2 separate regions of the Rattus norvegicus genome follow, and region 1 is linked to region 2. Evidence: chromatin contacts called from public Hi-C data. All regions are on one chromosome and are shown on one strand. The core of a region is the stretch at or near the end of the contact, and the rest is flanking DNA. Distances in the headings are between cores, read along the strand shown.

The links. Hi-C and Micro-C count contacts between places; a contact is called where the count stands out from the background.
Region 1: a contact with region 2 is called in a Hi-C map of liver, with 5 times the contacts expected there. The contact joins the promoter of Ing4 here to the promoter of Phb2 in region 2. A contact is called at or near these places in 2 of 12 Hi-C or Micro-C datasets (frontal cortex and liver).

What each region holds. Positions count from the first base shown.
Region 1 is chr4:159,525,801-159,533,067 of GRCr8, forward strand. It overlaps Ing4 (inhibitor of growth family, member 4), which reads left to right and starts at 2,403. Exons shown (of 8, transcript NM_001079887.1): 1 at 2,403-2,443; 2 at 5,764-5,835. The coding sequence starts at 2,407. It overlaps LOC102554095 (a long non-coding RNA gene), which reads right to left. Exons shown (of 5, transcript XR_010065933.1): 2 at 4,758-4,870; 3 at 1,310-1,360. Zfp384 (zinc finger protein 384) reads left to right here. Exons shown (of 11, transcript NM_001034830.2): 11 at 1-210.
Region 2 is chr4:159,199,866-159,207,045 of GRCr8, forward strand. It overlaps Phb2 (prohibitin 2), which reads left to right and starts at 4,083. Exons shown (of 10, transcript NM_001013035.1): 1 at 4,083-4,335; 2 at 4,486-4,570; 3 at 4,843-4,922; 4 at 5,747-5,931; 5 at 6,542-6,671; 6 at 6,788-6,891. The coding sequence starts at 4,209. Emg1 (EMG1 N1-specific pseudouridine methyltransferase) reads right to left here and starts at 3,961. Exons shown (of 6, transcript NM_001107888.3): 1 at 3,664-3,961. The coding sequence starts at 3,831. It overlaps LOC120102747 (small nucleolar RNA U89), which reads left to right and starts at 6,960; the gene lies at 6,960-7,180.

The DNA.
Region 1 (7,267 bases), core at 1,153-3,652, 320 kb after region 2:
TTTTTTTTTCTCCACCTTGTCCTCTGGCCATGGCATTTTAATTTTCTTTTCCCTTTCAATTTTTTTAATCATGGGAAATTTCAGATAAAAGAAAATTAAAATAATCAGGAATTATACAGTTGTTATAAAGCAATTTAAAAATGAAAAACTTATGTACAAACTAAGGGGTGTTTTTAGAACATTGTACAGAAATAAATTTGTGTTTAAGGATGAGAGGCAGTAAGCAGCTGATGTAAGCTAGCATGGGAAAAGACTATTTGGGGAGCTATTCCAGGACAGCACTAAGGATTTAAACTGGAACGTGTGGAGAATGGATGCTTGGGTGGTAAGCTACCATATGTTTTATTCCAAGGCCATTTTTAGTTTAGGAACATTTGTGTACAGATTCTGCCATAGAGATTGCACGCCTACTTATGTGAGACAAGAATTCATTTAACAAAATGGCTATATTCCTTACCCTTTGCCCTCAAAAACAAAAACAAAAAACAAAAAAAACCAAAAAACCCTGCCAGGCCATGATGGTGCACAACTTTACTCAGAAGGCTGGATCTCTGAGAGGCCACCGTGGTCTACAGAGCGAGTTCTAAGACAGCCTGGTCTACACAGAGAACTTTTGTCTTGCGCAGGTGGGGTAGGGGCACAGACATGTATGGCCTTTTGAAAGGTCCTGCACTACCTGTGCTTCACCTATTTTATCCAAATTCTATTGGGCACTGTGTTTGTATACATAATGTCTCACTAGACTCAAGTGCCTAAGACCAGATGTTTCCCGTGATGGAAACCATAACCTGCTACTGGGTTTAAGACTGAAGAAAACGGGGTTTGGGATTTAGCTCAGTGGTAGAGCGCTTGCCTAGCAAGCGCAAGGCCCTGAGTTCGGTCCCTAGCTCCGGAAAAAAAAAAGAAAAAGAAAAAAAAAGACTGAAGAAAATGCCAAATGTAGTGAGCTTCCCGTGATAAATAATGATTATCATGTTCACCTAAAATGGAAGATTGTTGTACTGCACAGAGCATAACAAGAAACCTAAGACTTCTCACACTGTACCATGAAAGGATTCAGCTAATTTCCCAAGACTGCTTCATGAAGATTAAATCCTTCATACGGTACTGAAAAAGTTGACAAGTGTTCTCATATCTGAGAACTGACCAGCTGTCATTACTTAGTGATGTGGGTAATAAGTCCCATTTAATTTGGGACGAGGCATCCAGGACAGTACCTCAGTATACCCCATTGTTGGTTACTGCCTGGTGTACTGGCCAACTACGGAGAGTTACAACCCCGTTCTCCTCACAGGATTGGAATCCGCACCTTTGTGGGTGAATATCCATTTCCACTTTCACTCGATGTTGTCTATTCTCACTGTATAGAAAAGAGTGGGCAGAGTAAATTATCTAACAGCATGCTTTTAAAATGGAGTCCACATCCCACTGCCTAACTTTAGCATCTGCTCAGTAGTAAACTTGGGCTTTTATGGTGCCCTTTACATATTTGGGCTAAGGGAGCTAGAACTTTATTTTAAAAGTGCTATGTGGTGTAAATTCTGTGAAAGATGTATCAATTCGAGGTGACACTATTTGCAAGACTCTACCACCACTATTACGGGGTTTGAGTTCTGTTTCCGTAAGATAGCAGCAACCTGCCGGACTCTTGCTTTTGTACAATAGCTGATACTTTTGACTACAGTGAAGGCTAATGTATATCAGTCTTCTGATATTTACTCGATGACCCAGTCTTTTCAGATCATGTTAATACCATACATTAGTTCAAATGTAAAACATAAACATCGGTTTTCCCATAGCACACGCCTTTAATCCCAGCGTTTGCGAGGCAGAGGTAGAGGCAGGAGGGTCTCACAAATTTGAGGACAGCGAAGGCTTCACAAACTTATAGAAGAGTGGTGAGAGATGCAAAGGGTTAAATTTGCAAAGCCTGACAACTTCTGAAGAAAGCATCTACCTTCTATTCTGCTTAAGCTGTTACTTCGATGATCACATTTATAATAGATAAACGAAAACACTCGATTCCCTATTTGTTGAAAGCGGTTATTTACATAATATAACTACACAGAACAGATTTCCCCCATTTACCAAACATTCCTGTTTTTGGAGGGAAAAAAAGTTTGCTAGAGAATGCAAAATGGCGACTTTGCGTGACGTCATACCTGTCGCAGGAACATACTAACGTCTTACTAAGGGCGGAAGCCAGGCTAAAGCAGCCTCGATGTGGGCGACCGTGAACAGGCGCGCAAAAACGTTCAATGCCGGGCGGATGTATCCGGGGACCGTAGTTTAGTAAGGGCGGAAGTTCTTTTAGGTACGGAAAGGTTGTAATCCAAGAATGGTCACAGCGCCTGTCGTTTCAGTCACTTCCGGGGAGGATCGGAAGTTGCTTTGTTTTGCTTCAAGATGGCTGCTGGGATGTATTTGGAACATTATCTGGACAGTAAGAGCCGACTGGAGAAGGGGACATGGGTCATAGAGTGGTGTAGAGGGTCCGGGTTGACAGACTATATGGCCCCGAGGTTCTGGTAAACTGAAGATCACAGTTGGGAAAGGGTTCTGAGGGAGGATTTATTCGAGGGTGAAGAGGGAGGGGGTGGGGCAGGGGGAATAGAGGCCTCGCTCAAGGTATAGACAAGGAAAGGGCTGTCCCGTGGGATCAGGGCTGGATTTTAAAGGGGTAAGGGTAGCAAGGAAAGTATTTGCTCACTCAGTTCTTGAGGGTAGATTATTTTCCTAAATTGTGCAGGATCGTTATTCACTGCCATTTGGAGCAGCTGCAAATATTTGGTCTAATTCCTTTATGTCTCAAAAGTGGCTTCTCATTAAGCTTGCTGGGTGGAATAGAGCGACCACTGAGTTGATCGCTGAAATGCTTTACTTTATGAGCAAAATCCAGTTCTCAAAAACGAAGATTCTGTCTCTCCCTTCCCCCTTCTCTCCCTTTCTTTTCCCGGCCTCCCCCACCACCACCTCTCTTCCTCTATCCCTCTTTCTCTCCCTCTCTCTTCCTCCCCCCACCCCTGCCCTGTGTGTGTGTGTGTGTGTGTAAGAGACTTCAAAGTGAGAAGTAGTCTGGGGATGTATTAGACAAACTGTTATGCCAAACTAAGGTATTCGCATCTTAAAATAGAGTATTGATTTTAATGAATTAGTTAACGGTAGCAAGCCAAGTCAGAAGTGTATTCTTAGAGAATGACCAAAAGTTTTCGATATTATAAACATGGCAAGATTGATTGAGAGGGAAAATCCAAGGTGAATTCTGCTTAGAAAATAAACTATATCATAGTGTAGCAGATTCAGGAGTAATAATTTAGTCTTTGCCTTAGAAATAGGCATAAAATCTGACAGTGAGATCATTCACGGAAAAGACACAGAGTAAAGAAAAGACAGTGAGCTCAAGAAACCAGCATTTAAAGGACTAGATGTCAGTGTTGGCATTGTAATAAGGCCTCTGGTCTAGTATTGGCAGTGCTAGCAGGAAGGAATTACTTGAAGGAGAAGGTAGTACCAACTGCCTCAAACTTCTTCACAAAGAGGAGTCATTTCATTTGATAATCTGTCTGTTACTAGAAGCACCTTCTTTTTTTTTTTTTTTTTTAATTTTTCTTTTTTTTCGGAGCTGGGGACCGAACCCAGGGCCTTGCGCTTGCTAGGCAAGCTCTCTCACTGAGCTAAATCCCCAACCCCTAGAAGCACCTTCTTGTTTTGACTTTTTAGACAGTATCTAATAAGGCCCAGGTTGACTTTGAATTTGCTACATAGCTGATGATGGGCTTGAACTCCAGGGCCTGCTTCCATCTCCAGTGCTATTGATAAGCACCAAGCCTTGTTTAGTACTAACAGTTTTTACATTTGAGTTAGAGTCACAGAAACACAAGTTTGGGAAGCACATACCTTTAATCCCAGCACTTGGGAAGATCTCTGTGAGTTCTGAGACCAGCCTGGTATATGTAGTGAGGTCTAGGCCAGCCAGAGCTACATAGAGACCCTGTCTTTATATTTATTTAGGAGACGACATTAGAGCACTTGCCTAATGGGGAATCCCCTGATACTAAAGTTCAGTCTTCACCTCCAGAGGGGGGAAAAATGAGGTTAAGCTGTGTAAAGAGATTTCACTCTTATGGAAAGGCTTAACTAATAATGCATTTGTTCAATTGTTTACTTGACACTTTCAGTATACAAGACAATTCTAAACATGAGGGAAATTTAAAGTGGATCCAGGTGTGTGTCCTGGAAGGTTAGGGAGACAGGCCCAGATTGCATTAATTATTTAGTTATGGTTGGATAAATACCAAAAATACTAGCTAGACTATCTTGACAGCCTGTCTGTGTAAGGCATTGTCGGAGTCTGGGCAAGTCTAGCTCTGAAATTGAACTTTGAAGACTAAACAGATGTGGAGTAGGGGAGCAGGTATGATGGGAGTGGGGTGAGGGCTCGAGAGATGGCTCAGCGGTTAAAAGCATTGACTGCTCTTCCAGAGGTCCTGAGTTCAATTCCCAGCAACCACATGGTGGCTCACAACCATCTGTAATGGGATCCGATGCCCTCTTCAGCTACAGTGTGCTCATATACATAAAATAAATAAATAAATCTTTTAAAAAAATGGGGGTGGGGTGAGGAAGACAGGACTCCTGGGAAGTTGCTGGCAAGTGTGAGGTGCTTAAAAGGCCAGAGTGTTGTCAGAGAGAGCAGGAAGATAGCGTGGCTGAGTGAGCTAAGCCAGGTAGGAGTATGGAACACAGCTGTAACTTACTGAGCGCTGAAGCTGAGAGCAGAGAAGACGGAGGTAGAAGTTCAGAGAAAGCTGGTTTATAGAGTAAGCTCACCAATGAAGAGGCCGGGACACTGGCAGAGACAGGAGGCTAGCTGAAAAAGAGGGGAAGGTCTTCAGCTTTTGAGAAAGGCAAATGAATCCTGTCACAGATAAATCCCTCATTTTCAGGGCAGGGCATTAGCTCAGTTGATAGAATGCCAATCCGGCATTCAGGGCCCCTAGGTTTGATGCCCAACAGTATACAGCTAGCATATTGACACAGGACTCAGGACCCAACACTTGAGAAGAATAGAAATTCATTGTTGGTCATCCTTGGCTACAAAGCAAGTTTGAGCTGTGCTACAGAGACCCTGTCACCAAAAAAATTAGATAAATTAAAAATAAAGAAAAAAAAATCCAGTTTCAAATGAGGGAAAAACTGAACCATACTTTGATTTTTTTTTAAATACTGAATTGTACCTTTGTATTTTATTTTTTTATGAACTATGCACCCATGGGAATACAGTCTCTCTCTCTCTCTCTCTCTCTCTCTGTGTGTGTGTGTGTGTGTGTGTGTGTGTGTGTGTGTGTATGAATGCATGCCCCTCTTGCAACTCAGAAACATTGTATCTCCCAGAGCTGGAATCTCCAGGCCCTGAGCTTTTGTCTATTTTTCTCGTTCTTTGTTTTCCCTTTTAAAACACTATCTTATGTAACCAGATGGCTACAAACTCCCTATGGCTGAGACTGACTTGAGTTCATAATTCCCCTGCCCACCCCCCTCCTGTTTCCAGCTTGAACTTCATTTTCAAAGGAGCTGCCAGGCTAGGGATGTAGACCAGAGGCAGCACACTAGCCTGGCATACTCACAGACCTGGATTCCATCCGCAGCATCACAAAAATAATAAATCAAAAGGTTAAATAAGAAGACAGCTGCAGCACCTTAGTGCTAGAGCCCTTGCAAAGACGTCTGTGTAGTCCACCAGCTATTTCTGTCTCTTCCCAGGTATTGAAAACCTCCCGTTTGAATTGCAGAGAAACTTTCAGCTCATGAGGGACCTAGACCAAAGGACAGAGGGTATGTACAGGATAACAGGCTTTGGTTGACCACCATGTGTTTTCCTGCTCTCTGCTGCCAAACCATCTGGTAAACTGTGACTTATTTGGGGTGTGTGTGTATGCATGTATGTATGAATATATGTATGTGTATGAATGTTCTGCCTGTATGTGTATCTGTGTATCATGTGTGTGCCTGGTATACAAAGAGACCAGAAGGCAGATCTTCCGGAACTGGAGCTAAAGATGGTTGTGAGTCACCGTGTGGGTGCTGGAATCCAAAACCAAGTCCTCTGCAAGAACAGCCAGTGCTCTTAACCCCTGAGCCATCTCTCCTGACTTTCATGGAATTCTTAAAGGAAGATAAGTCATCCTCTTTTCTACTTTCCCACATCAAATGGAGTATTGAGACGATGCCTGAAGAACTCAGTGATGCTAAGCTGGAAAAACAGTTCAGTGGGTAAAGGTGTCCGCTACCAGGCCTGATGACCTGAGTTTGATCCCCTGGATCCACACAGTAGGAGGAGAGATCCTCCCGGAAGTTAGTCCCGAGACCACAACCTGTGGGCCATTGTACACATTCATCTGCACCCATACAAATTATTCACAAAATATATAAGGTTCAGAGGTGTTAGGGTTTTGTACCTTCTTCCTCAAGAATTGAAGATAGCAAGCCCAGACGTTTCTCCTGGTTTTGATTGTTGCTTATGCATGAGAACCACGAGTTATACCTCATTGTTATCAGCAGTTACACAGCACTTGAGACTACATACCACCGCGTGGTGGGCTGCTGGGAACTTTGATGAGGAGCTATTAAAAAGAAAGGGCAGGGTACGGTAGCAAGGCAGGTAGATCTGTGAGTTTGAGGCCAGCCTGACCTACATACTAAGTTTCAGGCAGGCAAGGGCTACATAGTTGGACCCTGTTGTGGAAAAAAAAAAAATTCTGAGGTCATCTCAGGTACATACCCAGAGTTTGAGGTCTGCCTCAGCTATATAAGACCTTTTCTCCAAACAAAAAAAAAAAAAGGAAAGAAAACAAAAGGCATTGGTTAACATCCAGAGTGTATTATATTGTCTTCTTGAACTCATAGACACATAGATGTCCTCTCAGTCCTTGGACTCAGAGCTGATTTGGCTCCACTGAGGTATCCACTGGGAGCCTAAGGAAGGCTACACTACAATGCCCAGGTCGCTCTGCTCCAGACTCACAGTTCACTTTGAAGGTGTCCTCATACCTACTGAAGGATAGATATCTAAGTCTTATGTGCCATCCTATGTAGCCATGTTCAACGAGAGAACAGACTGGGATGTGAAGCCATGACTTAAGTGGCTCCCGCTGAGTGTCTTCATGGATTCACCTAGCACCCTGGACACCTGCTTCTGACGGCTGTCTGCGAGATGGCTAGAGTCGGCTGGATTTCCTTGCAGTGCCATTCTAAGTCTTGATTCTGT
Region 2 (7,180 bases), core at 2,833-5,332:
AGAAGAATGCAGAGTAAAGCACACGACCAAAAACTTAAGTCCTTTGGACACTTAATTGTAAAAGACAAAGAACTTTTAGAATGATCCAATTTCAACCCATTAGTAAAAGTGGAGGTCCTGTGCTTTTAATTTTTTAAGATTTACCTAATTTTACATTATGAACATTACATGTATGAGCATTTAGTCTGTCTGTGTATATATGTATCATGTGCATGCCGGGTGTCTATATAAGTCAAGGGAAGACATCAGATGCTGTGGAACTGGAATGACATGGTTGTGGGCCAGCACACAGAAGGAACCACAAGAGAAGACACCAAAGCGCTGCACTTAGAGCAGGTGATGGTGGCTTGTGAAACCTGAGTTTGTGCACTGATCTGAAACCACAAACTGGAATGACCAGAACGAAACCATTGCCAGCAGTTCTCAACAGTTCTTAGAAGCTACTAAACAGACAGGACAAAGTTCGAAACCTCATACTTTGTCCTCACAGAAACGGCAAACAATCTCACGAATCTACAAACTGATGAACAGAAATTAACAGATGAACAGGAAATACACAGATGGCAGGCATCACTCCGCTGTCACCGCTATAATTCCACATCTGTGTGTGTGTGTGTGTGTGTGTGTGTGTGTGTGTGTGTGTGTGTGCGCACGTGCAAATGCCGCCTGCACATGTAGGTACAATGTGCTTACATGTGAAGGCCAGAGATTGATGTCTAGTGTCTTCCTCTATCACCCTCTTATGTTCTGACATAGAGTTCCTCACTGAACCTGAACTCACCAATTCAGCTAGACTGGCAGGCCGGCCATCAAGCTCTACAGACTCACTTGTCTCTCCAATGCCAGGGTTACAAACTGAGCTGGGCCCCTCTCTTCTTTCCTTTCTCAAACTCAGAGATCTACCTCCCCAACTGTCTCAAAGTGCTGGGATTAAAAGCATGCTTAGCATGGCCTGGGCTTTTTTTACATAGTTGCTGGGTTAGAACACAGGTCCCCATGTCTGTGGAGAGCATAGCCAGTACTCCACTAAGTCATCTTAGTCCACGATGTAGTGGTTCTTTAGGCTAAGCTCTAATAAATGAAGCAGCGCCTGGCTGTGGTGGCACTGGCCTTTAATTTGAGCAGAAGCAGGTGAATCTCTGAGTTCAAAGCCAACCTGGTCTGCAAAGCAAGTTCCAGAACAGCTAGGGCTGTTACACAGAGAAATCCTGTCTGGAGAAGAAAAGGATGCAGCATCACAAGTTGGATGTGGGAACTCACACCTGCACTTCAGCCTTTAGGAGCCCACCAAGTGCCAGGCCAGTATGAGGTACAGGGTGAGACCTTATCTCAAAGTAAAACAGAACAGCAGCAGATACTCAATATGAGCGGAACATGCTCTCTCCTGTGTCTGCTTCAGCAAAATGTTCCTTCACGAGTCTGTCTTAGGCTTTCACACCTGTATCCACTTTAATGAAACGTTCCTTCACATGTTTGCCTTGGCAAAACATCATTCAACCAACTTTCCAAATAACCCTTAAGTTTCCACTTGAGAAGATATATATGCCAGATTTATATGCAGCATATGTGTGTACACACATTGTTTTAATTTTATGGGTACAGGTGTCTTGCCTGTGTGTGTGTTTGTGCATCACACGGGTGCTGAGCCGGTGGAGGCCAAGGGGTCATCAGATCCCCTGGAACTGGACTGACAGACAACTGAGAGCCAGACTGTGGGTGCTGGGAACCAAACTGCAAGAGCAAGTTCTCCTAACCAATGTCTCTCCACCCATGGGCTAAGAGTTTTAATATAACTGTTTGAACTCTCAACAAGTAACCTGGAACAAGTGATATTAATTTCAAGTAGCAGACATTATCCTAAACACATACAGTACCTCCTTTACTCCTTCCAACATTACAGTTAAGTGAACTGATTTGCCTATGTCAGAAAAGTGGTGTACAGAAGGAATCTAGTGTACCTCCTTTCTGAAACATGGACACAGGAATGGTTTCCACATTTGCAAATTACCATTATCATGGGATTCCTAGTCCGATAATGTCCAAATTAACATTCAAAGAGTTGAAAAGCAGCTAGGTGTCGTGGTGCATGCCACTAATCCCAGCACTCAGGAGACAGAGACAGGCAGATAATCAGTGAGTTCCAGGCCAGCAGGAGCTACACAGTGAGACCCTGTCAACAAGAATAACAATAAGGGCTAGATAGATAAGCAGTTAACAGCACAGGCTGCTCTTCCAGAGGACCTGGGTTCGATTCTCAGCCCCAACATGGCAACTCACAACCGTCTGTAACTCCAGTTCCAGGGGATCTGGCATTCTACAGAGATATACATGCAAGCAAAACACCAATACACATAAATAAACCTTTAAACAATAATAATGATGATGACTGATGATAACCACTGAGGGAGGATTATATAAAAGCCTGTAGTTAGGTTGGAAATGACTATAGAAAATTTTAAATCTGATTAATTGATCACTTAATAAAAAATAGAAGGGGAGGGTACAGGAGAGATGGCTCAGTGGTTACACTGACTGCTCTTCCAGAGGTCCTGAGTTCAAATCCCAGCAACCACATGGTGGCTCACAACCATCTGTAATGGGATCTGATGCCCTCTTCTGGTGTGTCTGAAGATAGTTCCAGGGTACTCAGAAATAAGTCTAGGGGAAAAGAGTAGAAGGGGAAAACAGTTTTCTAGTTTAATAAAGTGTACATGAAGAACAAATGGAAATGACTCTCACCTCGGGTTCTCAGGTAACACTCTTAACCACCTTTACAGGACTGTCAATACAGCTCCTGTGTGGTTTGGTATACAACCACCTTACAAAGGGAGAGCAAACATGTTTTCTCACAGTCACTAGGAAAGGCTAAGGACCAAATTTAAATCCAGGTCAGGCCTGGCATGGTGAAACTCACCTATAAATATCCAAGTACTGAGGAGGTTGAAGGTGGAGAGTTCCAAGCCAACCTCGACTGCATTCCAAGACTTACAAAATACAACCATCCAGAGTGTGTGTGGGGTATGTGTGTATTGGGGGAAGGGGTTGGGGGATGACTTCTGGATCTAACCAATGAACAAGTTTAGCTCTGAAAGGTAAGACAAAAGAAAGAAGGAAGGAAGGAGGGGGCAAGAGAGATGGCACAGGGGTTATGACAAAGCCTTCTTGTACAGGACCCAAGTTAGCTTCCTAGCACCCACATGAGGTGGCTCACGGCCACATGGAGACTTGCATGCATAAGAAAGGGTAAAATAAGTATTTAAGGGGGTAAAAAAGCAAAGACGAAGGCTTTTTAAATAATCTGATCAGACACACTTCAAAATAGGTAAATATAAAACAAGCTGGCGGTCGAAAGCCTTTTAACAAAATAAAACATCAAATCCTTAGCAATAAAAGGCTGAGGAAGTCACTGGCCTTTAGAAATGTGGGAAACCTCAATGCTTCCCCCATTTTGCATTTTATATCACAGAGTCCCTGGTAAATTAACTAAAAGCTAAAATGAGAGTCAAGAGCAAAAGAAAACACTGCCAATCCAGGATGTCAACCGCCTGCAAAACTAGGTCATCCTTCAAAAGCAAATTTCACGGCTCCGTTTTTCCATTCATTCTGTGCCCCACAGAATCTGGTTCATCAATGGACTACCTCCGCATTCATGTTCAAAACTACCTTGACTGTCTCCAGACTGGCCCCTTCCAACACCACAATGAGCCTACGGCCTCCACACTTGCTTCCTGCCCCAAGCCGGGGTCTCTTAGGCGGCGCAGGGTCCCAGTCCTGTTCCTGCACTGAAAAACGCCGCTCACGAGGTTGGAAGCCACCACTGGTCGCAGCCATCTTGTAAGCAGACCGGAAGTTGCGCTAAGGTCCTTAAGTTAGAACTTCACGTCCGCCTCACTGCAAACTTCCTTCTAGCTGCCATTTTGAAAGAGGGCGCTTGAAAATGGCGATACCTGTACGGAAGCCTCTCTAAGAGGGCACACCTCCAAAGGGGGCGGGACTTCCGGATGCGCCATTACTGTGCGCGAGGTTTGGGTCCGACTAAGCAAACGGGGGCGGGTTCAGAGAGAACGCACTTCCGGTGCCCTTTCTCCCGCGAGCTCTAAGGCCTCCAATCCTCGTGTGCAAGGCGAGGTGTGTAAACTGGAGTGGGGTAGAAGCTGGCGGGCACCCCCTCCTGACCACTGGTGCCGCCGCCTTCAGGAGAATCAGACATGGCCCAGAACTTAAAGGACCTAGCGGGACGCCTGCCCTCCGGGCCTCGGGGCATGGGCACGGCGCTGAAGCTGCTGCTGGGGGCCGGGGCTGTGGCCTACGGCGTCCGTGAGTCCGTATTCACTGGTGAGCAACCTCCTTCCACTGACCGGACCTCGCGGTCTCCAGACCCACTGTCCTACCTCCCCCAAGTGTCCGCGCCTCCATGCTCCCTCATCCCTGTCCCGCCTGAGCCTGACCAGCAGCTTGTCCTGACTCCCACCCCTCTCTCCACAGTGGAAGGTGGTCACAGAGCCATCTTCTTTAATCGTATTGGTGGCGTACAACAGGACACAATCCTAGCCGAAGGCCTTCACTTCAGGTAATGGCGGGCAGAGCGAGCAGGCCCTGACCCTTCACCCTTGACGGCTGTAGCCAGACTTAACAACAGGATTCGATACTGCTTTTTCCCCTCCTCACTCCTTCTCGTAAGGACAGTGCCAGCATAAAAGGCTGTTCTCGACCTGGAAAAGAGAATCTCCCTGTCTGTGGTCATGGGGAGGAACAGGCCCAAGGACGAGTGGTGAGGGGAAACTGGTCAAAATCAATGAAACTGTAGTTTCCCAACTCCTGTCCCTGACCTCTCCTTTCCAGGATTCCCTGGTTCCAGTACCCCATCATCTATGACATTCGGGCCAGACCTCGAAAAATCTCCTCCCCCACAGGCTCCAAAGGTAATGTGGGCAACTGGGAGCTGCATGGCACGTGGGGAAAGACAGAAATGTAAAATGAGCCTGGCAAGGCTGCCAGAAATGGTAGTGTTTCTTAGGGCTTGTATTCTATGTCTGCAAAAGAGCCATGCCTCACGGTTCAAAACAATACATGTAAGTATGTGTGCACGTTTTAACGTTACCTTCTGCCTAGCATAAACGAAATGAGTTGCCTTTCTTCCTTGCTGCCTGGATCCAAGCCTTTTTTTAAGGCCTTTTTTCTGTTGACTTGTTGATTACATCCACAGTACACCTTGCTCTGGAGAAAGTGCCCCCACTCTTCACTAGCTGTTTCCTTGTAGACCACATTTAGAAGTCCTGCCTTTGAGATTCCCCAGGCCTCTGCCTCATTCCCATGTACACACTGAGGCAAGTAGCCCCCAGAAATGTGCTTCTTTGTGCTGTTTGCAGTGTATGTGGTTTATTCATTGGCCAAGCCACAGGCCTTGGAAATAAACAATAAACAGTTCACAGTTCTGGTTCTCCAGATGATTAGGGGGAAACCCAAAATTGTGCTGCTTGGTGAATCCACTTTGGAGGAGTAGCAAAAAAAAAAAAATTTTTTTAAAGCTGTATTAATGGAAGACCTGTAGAAAAGATTTCTCAGTAAACAAGGATCTGTCTCACCCGTGTTGTCCACATGTTCCTCGTTGACATGATCATCTTCCCAGTGGAGCTAGTCTGTACTGTGTAACATGGTGGGTAGCATGGTGGGTAGCACTCATAGGAAAAGATGCTGGGAAAGGGGGAATTTGGCCTTAACCGGCCACTGCTGACCTCTCCCTCAGACCTGCAGATGGTGAACATCTCCCTGCGTGTACTGTCTCGGCCCAATGCCCAGGAGCTCCCCAGCATGTACCAGCGCCTAGGCCTAGACTATGAGGAGCGAGTGCTGCCGTCCATTGTTAATGAGGTGCTCAAGAGTGTGGTGGCCAAGTTCAACGCCTCGCAGCTCATTACCCAGCGGGCTCAGGTCTGACCCCTGTCTCCTTGGTCAGGGTTACTGGGTACTAAATAAAAGGTGTTCCAGGATGGGGTGGAATGGATCTGTAGTCCAGTCGGTGAGTGCTTGCCTAGCGTGCACAAATCCTGGTTGTATTCCCAAGTGTCAAACCAGGCGTGGCGCATGCCTGTAATCCCAGCACTAGAGGTAGAAGTAGGAGGATCAGAAGTCTCAGGTTCTCCTTGCCTGCATGGCCAGTTGGACTGTGGGAAATAAGGAGACACCGCTGTAGAACCTGATAGCAGTGGACGTTAAGAAGGAAGCACAGGAGAGAACAATAGCTGTATACCCTTTCCCACGTCTCTAAAGGGCTTTCCTCGATTGACAGGGAGCTAAGGAGATGCATACATTGAAAAGAGGAGATTAGGACTCGGTGTGACACGGGACAGTCGTGACACCTGTCTGATGCTGCCCTGACTGTCACATGGAGAAAGGGAACCATGTTTTTCTAGTGAATGTTTAAGGATTTAGGTGATAGGTTTGGTGCCCATACTCAGGAGCTCTGGCGATCAGATAGTTACAGCAATGCCACCTTCCTTTCAGTTCAAACCAAACCTCCCCTCCCAACCCCTGCCCCCAGGTGTCTCTGTTGATCCGAAGAGAGCTGACAGAGCGTGCCAAGGACTTCAGCCTCATCCTGGACGATGTAGCTATCACAGAGCTAAGCTTCAGCCGAGAGTACACAGCTGCTGTAGAAGCCAAACAAGTGGGTAAGTCCATGGAGGCAGGCGAGGTCGGTGGGCTTCTGGAGACCGGAGAAGGGGGACCACATGTATGTGGGCTTCCTACACCTTACAGCTATAACATCAGTTCACTTATGCCACAGCCCAGCAGGAAGCCCAGAGGGCCCAGTTTTTGGTGGAGAAAGCAAAGCAGGAACAACGACAGAAGATTGTGCAGGCTGAGGGGGAGGCGGAGGCTGCTAAGATGATATCCTTCTGTTGCACAGAGCTTGGCCTCTCCCCTGGCACAACCTGTTTGCCATCTTGCACCATGGGCCGGTTGATGAGACTAAGGCGAATGCGACTTGGCCTACTGACTCTTGGCTTGGGGGTGGTGGGAGGACAGGACAACTAGTGAGATCTGGAATCTTGGCAGGGGCGCCAGAGGCCTGACTCCCTGCTGTAAGGCCAGATCAATAGCACTGCTGGCCTCACCTCTGTCAGCTGCCACCACAGCGCTGGCAGCATCCTGTAGGGAGGCCCACAGGAGGAGCCAA